Regions from separate parts of the Mus musculus genome. Here region 2 is linked to region 1. The links are chromatin contacts, called in public HiChIP or PLAC-seq maps. All regions are on one chromosome and are shown on one strand. The core of a region is the stretch at or near the end of the contact, and the rest is flanking DNA. Distances in the headings are between cores, read along the strand shown. Region 1 has its middle 25 kb from the start of Nemp2. Region 2 holds the start of Hibch (3-hydroxyisobutyryl-Coenzyme A hydrolase).

The links. HiChIP or PLAC-seq counts read pairs in DNA pulled down with a chosen protein or histone mark.
Region 2: a contact with region 1 is called in an H3K27ac HiChIP or PLAC-seq map of the HPC-7 cell line, with 13 times the contacts expected there. The contact joins the promoter of Hibch here to the enhancer-like site in region 1. A contact is called at or near these places in 12 of 39 promoter capture datasets (the 3T3-L1 cell line, 3T3-L1-derived adipocytes, the C10 cell line and 7 more), 4 of 15 datasets of contacts at CTCF or cohesin (CD8 T cells, large pre-B cells, pro-B cells and 1 more), 135 of 484 Hi-C or Micro-C datasets (the 3T3-L1 cell line, 3T3-L1-derived adipocytes, the 63-12 cell line and 80 more), 19 of 115 datasets of contacts at active chromatin or transcription factors (the 230-238 cell line, the HPC-7 cell line, the SCID.adh cell line and 14 more) and 4 of 9 other capture datasets (adipose tissue, embryonic stem cells, liver and 1 more).

What each region holds. Positions count from the first base shown.
Region 1 is chr1:52,653,877-52,657,132 of GRCm38.p6, reverse strand. It overlaps a transcript of Mfsd6 not described here. Among named protein-coding and RNA genes, the nearest start is that of Nemp2, 25 kb to the right of the region's middle. Within about 2 kb of position 1,677, at least 81 of the 459 cell types and tissues checked have an H3K27ac peak or open chromatin away from gene starts, as enhancers often do. A contact at or near this core is called in the 230-238 cell line, the 63-12 cell line, B cells and 22 more, where this site is marked.
Region 2 is chr1:52,843,392-52,846,579 of GRCm38.p6, reverse strand. Hibch (3-hydroxyisobutyryl-Coenzyme A hydrolase) reads right to left here and starts at 1,542. Exons shown (of 14, transcript NM_146108.2): 1 at 1,436-1,542. The coding sequence starts at 1,470.

The sequences.
Region 1 (3,256 bases), core at 428-2,927:
GCATGTAGAGCTTGCTCCTAGAAGGAAAGCAGAGGCTGTAAGAAGCCAAGGGATGCCTGCCTATATGGAAGGGGGATGCTGCTGTGGTTGAATGGGGGTCAGTCATATTGTGGATGGACACCAGAATGGTTCGAAATGGAAGCTCACCCTAGCCTCTAACATAGGAGACAGGATCAGCTGTACAGTGAAGGCCTCTGTGTGACCGTTCTGCCTGCCCCTGCCTCGGGAGGAAACATTCTACACCTGGATGCCTAGCTTCACTACAAAACACAGCTTGGAATGATGGGAACAATTAAGCTGATGGTTACTTTTGCACTTGAATGGTACTGCACTGTCAACCCCCAAGGCTCATTTTAAGTGACCTTTAAAATCAGATGTATTTATTATGCTCGTGCAATTACAGAAATGAAGTGGGAGACAGGCTGAGCCCCACCTATGAATGTACAGTATGTGGATTGTGAAAGTGACTGTAGGGAATCAGAGCGTTGTATCTTGTGTTTACAATTCTGGTTGATTTCTTTGAAAAGCTGCTGGTTTGGGAAATGCACAGTGGGTGTATTGAAATAAAAGGTAAATACCATTTTTAAATATTTCGTAAATGAAAAACACGTGACCAAACAAGAGAACATCCTCTGCTCTGTAATGAATGACACCAAATTCAATATGCCTTCGTTACAAAATGTTTACTGTGAGCGTCGATCCAACAGTGCAGTAATTTCTAGCCTTTTGAGCTGACACCTTCACGAGTTTGTGGACTTTGTGACTTTTTCTTCCTGTTCTTACAGTGCCATATGTCACTTGAAAAATATTAAAGTGAATTCCAATTAAACTTGATTTGAGAATTTTATAACCTCTCTTGAGATCCTTAGAAATACTCAGGGATGTCAAAGCTGAGGCTAGGAATCACTACCATAGTGATTTGTCCTGCTCCTCTCTGCCTGCAGGAAGTTATGCTACCCTAGAGTTCTGTGTGAACCCAACTTGGCTCGATGCTATTAACTAGACTATTCTTTTTTTTTAATTAGGTATTTTCCTTGTTTACATTTTCAATGCTATCCCAAAGGTCCCCCATACCCACCCCCCCAACCCCTTACCCACCCACTCCCCCTTTTTGGCCCTGGCGTTCCCCTGTACTGGGGCATATAAAGTTTGCAAGTCCAATGGGCCTCTCTTTGCAGTGATGGCTGACTAGGCCATCTTTTGATACATATGCAGCTAAAGACAAGAGCTCCAGGGTACTGGTTAGTTCATATTGTTGTTCCACCTATAGGGTTGCAGTTCCCTTTAGCTCCTTGGGTACTTTCTCTAGCTCCTCCATTGGGAGCCCTGTGATCCATCCATTAGCTGACTGTGATCATCCACTTCTGTATTTGCTAGGCCCCGGCATAGTCTCACAAGAGAGAGCTATATCTGGGTCCTTTTAGCAAAATTTTGCTAGTGTGTGCAATGGTGTCAGCGTTTGGAAGCTGATTATGGGATGGATCCCTGCATATGGCAATCACTAGATGGTCCATCTTTTTTGTCACAGCTCCAAATTTTGTCTCTGTAACTAGACTATTCTTAAAGCAGAGTAATAGTACATGCCAAAGGCCAGCACAGCTCAAGAGCCAGAGTCATAGGACAGTGCTACTTTATCGTCCTAGTGAGCTTGCAGTGGCAGGAAGTTGCAGTGGCAGGAAGTTGCAGTGGCAGGAAGTTGCAGTGGCAGGAAGTTGCAGTGGCAGAAAGCAGGCAGGTGGCTAGCACTCCCGGGGATTTGCAGCTTGCTCATGGGACTCCTAAGCAATATGCCTCTCGGCATATCAGTTAAGTAGAGCAGCTGCAAAAGGGGAAGTTCATCCATGGTTAGGTCATTTGTTTTTCAAAAGCCCTACCTGGTATACATAACCTTCCCCATTGAAAATATGAGGATTCTTAAGCGAATAGGGCCTAAGTTATGGGATCATGGTCAGAGCCAGGACACAGACTCAACTCTTGCTAACACCAGAGCCCTGCCTACCACCTTCCCATCCTAGTGGGAGGGAAAGCGTCCACGGTGGTACAAGACATAAATAGCCAAGCCATGAGTTCTGTGTGCCTGAAACCTATGTGTGTTTGTTTCTATTCTTGATTTCTAGACATTCTCTAAAACCTTAAATCAGCATCCCAAGCAATAGCCTTACCAATAAAACGTCCTGACAAGATTGTAGGCTACTTTTGTTGTCCCAGTATGAGTGCTATGGGCTGCTTGTGACTCTTACAGTGGATATGTACCTACTGTGTCTCTGAGGATTTCTATCTTTTTTTGTTTGGTTGGTTGGCTTTATTGTTTGTAGAACATGATTTTAGTATTTTCAACTGTTAATATTCAACAAACAGAATCATTTTAAGATATATTTTGTTGTATTTCATTTCTGATTTTATTAATTTAGATACTGTCTTTGTGCCCTCTGGTTAGTCTGGCTAAGGGTTTATCTACCTTGTTGATTTTTCTCAAAAAAACAGCTTCTGATTTTGATTCTCTGTAGAGTTGGTTTTGTTTCTACTTGGTTGATTTCAGCCCTGAGTTTGATTATTTCCTGCCATCTACTCCTCTAGGGTGTATTTGCTTCTTTTTGTTCTAGAGCTTTCAGGTGTGCTGTCAAGCTCCTGTAAGCTCTCTCCAATTTCTTTTGGGAGAACTTAGAGCTATGAGTTTTCCTCTTACAACTGCTTTCCTTGTGTCCCATAAATTTTGGTATGATGTGTCTTCATTTTCATTAAATTCTAAAAAGCGTTTCATTTTTTTTCTTTTTTTCTTCCTTGACTGAGTTATCATTGTGTAGAGCATTGTTCAGCTTCCACGTGTATGTGTGCTTTCTGTTGTTTTTATTGATATTTAAGACCAGCCTTAGTCTGTGGTGATCTGATAGTGTGCATGGAATAATTTCAATCTTCTTGTATCTGTTGAGGCCTGTTTTGTGACTGATTATATGGTCAGTTTTGGAGAAGGTACCATGAGGTGCTGAGAAGAAGGTATATTCTTTTGCTTTAGGATGAAATGTTCTATAGATATTGTTAGATCCGTTTGGTTAATAAGTTCTGTTAGTGTCTCTGTTTAGTTTCTGTTTCCCTGATCTGTCTATTCCTGAAAGTGGGGTGTTGAAGTCTCCCACTATTATTGTATGGGGTACAATGTGTGCTTTGAGCTTTAGTAAAGTTTCTTTTATGAATGTGGGTGCCCTTGCATTTGGACCATAGATATTCAGAATTGAGAGTTCTTCTTGGTTGATTTTTC
Region 2 (3,188 bases), core at 293-2,792, 190 kb before region 1:
TGTTGAAATGTGGAGTGAAATAGGGACAAGCTGAACCACAGTAATGACAGAATCTTTCTAGATGAAGTTAACTTTGTTAATATACATGCCTCTAAATTATTGTTCCCAAATAATTTAGAATTTGCCATCATCAAGAAGCAACAACAATGATTATGTGAGCAGATGCTATTATTCACCACAAAAGAAAAAAGAGAAGCAAGGCAACTTCTACATGTAACAAAAATACCTGAGTATCGTTGGTGCTTTCTGCTAAAAAGGCACTATTCTTTTTAAGATGTTTTGTTTTGTTCTGTTTTTTGAGACAGGACTTCTCTGTGTAGCCTTGGCTATCCTGGAACTCACTCTATAGACCAGGCTGGCCTTGAACTTAGAAATCCCTGCCTCTATCTCCCAAGTACTGGGATTCAAGGCGTGCGCCACCATGCGCGGCTTAAGATGTGTTTTTAACTATGTATATATGTATGCCCATGTAAGTACAAGTGTCCAATGGATCCAGAAGAAACTATCAGATTCCTTGGAGACGGAGTTAAAGGTAGTTATGAGCCACACGGGAAGCAGAACTTTGTCCTCTTAGCCAGTCCTTTAAGAGCAGTATAGGCTCTTAAAACCGCGGAACCATCTCCCTAACTCCACTGGTAACTACTCATTTAGAACTAAGAAACATTCTATGCCTTTGCAGGAACCTTCCACAACAGACTGTAAGGCATAAGAAACGTGCAGACGGAACAAGGGTGCGTTCCACGTCTGAGATGCTCCTAGACTGCACAGATGTCTAACAGCACACATTTCATCGCCCAAAAGTACTTCAGTGAAGAGTTCCACAGGGGGGAAATTGAAGTTTTTGCGTATGGTACTGGGGAAAAGGAATTACACTAGCCAAAGCTCCTAAAATGGGTGCTACCACATTTCCTTCTGCCAAGGTCCGATTGCAGTGAGAGACACTCTTAGAAAGTTAATATCTGCACTGCTCCGGTCAAGCCACGCTAAATGGTCACAACATTATTCTGTGAGTTCCAATTGCCTGCGCTGCTACTACTGCTAGCTGAAATAATCAAGTTCCTTACCCGGAGCCCAGGTACACAACCTGTCATTTCTGTGTGACTTAAGAAAATACCCTACACAGTAAATCAGGTGGCACGTCCCCACACAGCGCCCAGTTCCAAGAAAGAAAATAAATAGGAGACAAACGGAGGGGGGAGAAAGTTGTGGGACGTCAAGGCCTAACAGATGCTAGAGGACGGAAAATGAAGGTGCTGTTGCAAGAAAAAGAGCAAAGTCAGAGGACGCATGTCGTTGCGATCGCCGCTGAGGTCGCCGCGGGGCAGCAAAGCAGAGGCTGCCATACAAAGGCGACTAGATCTGCGAGACCTGCGGGGACACTTGTGAGCCTTTTCCCCCAAGCCGGCCCTTAGCTCTGCCTTGCTCACCAACTCACCTCGACAGGAGCCGCCACGCATATGGCTGCCCCATGGCCTAAAAACCCAAGAGCAGAAGAAGCAGAGTGTAGTGGTTCCACCGGCTCTGGTAGTTAGACCCGCCCACAGCCCCGCCCACAGCCGATGAGAGCAGAGGAGAGCCGGGGTCACTGATGACAAGTCCTCCGGTGGGCCAGAGCGGCCCAACGCCTACACTTCCGCTGCGCTACGCTCACGGGCCCGGCCGGGCGGGGCGGGGCGGGGCAAAACAGGAGCAGTTAGGAAACCAGCAAGAGCAGTGGGCAGGGCCACACTAGACAGGGCCAGGCCGGGTAAAGGTGGGGCGGGTCCTGGCTAGGGGCGTTAACTAGTGAGGGGAGGAGGAAGAGGAGGAGCCAAGACGAAAGCTGAGAGGTGAGTAACCAAAGCAAAGAGAAAAGTAGAAAAACTTATTTATAATAGCCAGAAGCTGGAAAGAAGCCAGATGTCCTTCAACAGAGGAATGGAGATAGAAAATGTAGTACATTTACACAATGGAGTACTACTCCGCCATTAAAAACAATGACTTCATGAAATTCTTAGGCAAATGGATGGAACTAGAAAGTATCAATCCTGAGTAAGGTGACCCAATCACAAAAGAACACACAGTATGGATATGAGCCCAAAGGCTCGGCAAGATACAATTCACCGACCACAAGAAGCTCAAGAAGAAGGAAGACCAAAGTGTGGGTGCTTTGGTCCTTCTTAGAAGAGGAAATAAAATACCCACAGGAGGAAATACAGAGGCAAGTGTGGAGCAGAGACTGAAGGCAAGGCCATCCAGAGAATGCCCCACCTGGGGATCCATTCCATATATAGTCACCAAACCCAGAGACTTTTTATTGTAGGTGCCAACAAGTGCTTGCTGACAGGCGCCTGATACAGCTATCTCCAGAGAGGCTCTGTCAGAGCCTGACAAAGAGGTGGATGCTCACAGTCAACTATTGGACTGAGCACAGGGTCTCCAATGGAGGAGTTAAAGAAAGGAATGAAGGAGCTGAATTGGTTTGCAACTCCATAGGACAAACAACAATATCAACCAACCAGAACCCCCAGAGCTCCCAGGGACTAAACCACCAACCAAAGAGTACACATGGAGGGACCCATGGCTCCAGGTGCATATGTAGCAGATGATGGCCTTGTCAGGCATCAATGGGAGGAGAGGCCCTTGGTCCTGTGAAGGCTGGATGCCCCAGTGTAGGGGAATGCCAGGATGGGGAAGCCAGAGAGGGGGGTTGGTTGGTTGGGGGAGCATTGTCACAGAAGCAGGGGGAAGGGGGAGGGGATAGGAGGTTTCCATAGGAGAAGGAAAGGAAGAGAGGGGATAACATTTGAAATGTAAATAAAGAAAATATCTAATAAGAAATTTCAAAAACCTTTAAATATAATTTTTTTACTACCACATTTAATGTAAAAAGATTGCATTGCCTTTTCTTTGTAATATTGAGAAACAATAAATACGGTAGTGGTTTTTACTTTAAAAAATGGAAAGGAAAGGAGTTTGCTCCCTAGACTAGGCTGTCTTGAAATGCCCAGTTGATTATCTATGTTTGGCTTTTAAGTTTAATCAGCAGGTATTAATTGATCTGAAGGAGTTTGTGTAATTTTTTTTTTTTTTTTGGTTTTTTGAGACAGGGTTTCTCTGTATAGACCTGGCTGTCCTGGAGCTCACTTTGTAGACCAGGCTGGTCTCGAACTCAGAAATCCACCTGCCTCTGCCTCCCGAGTGCTGGG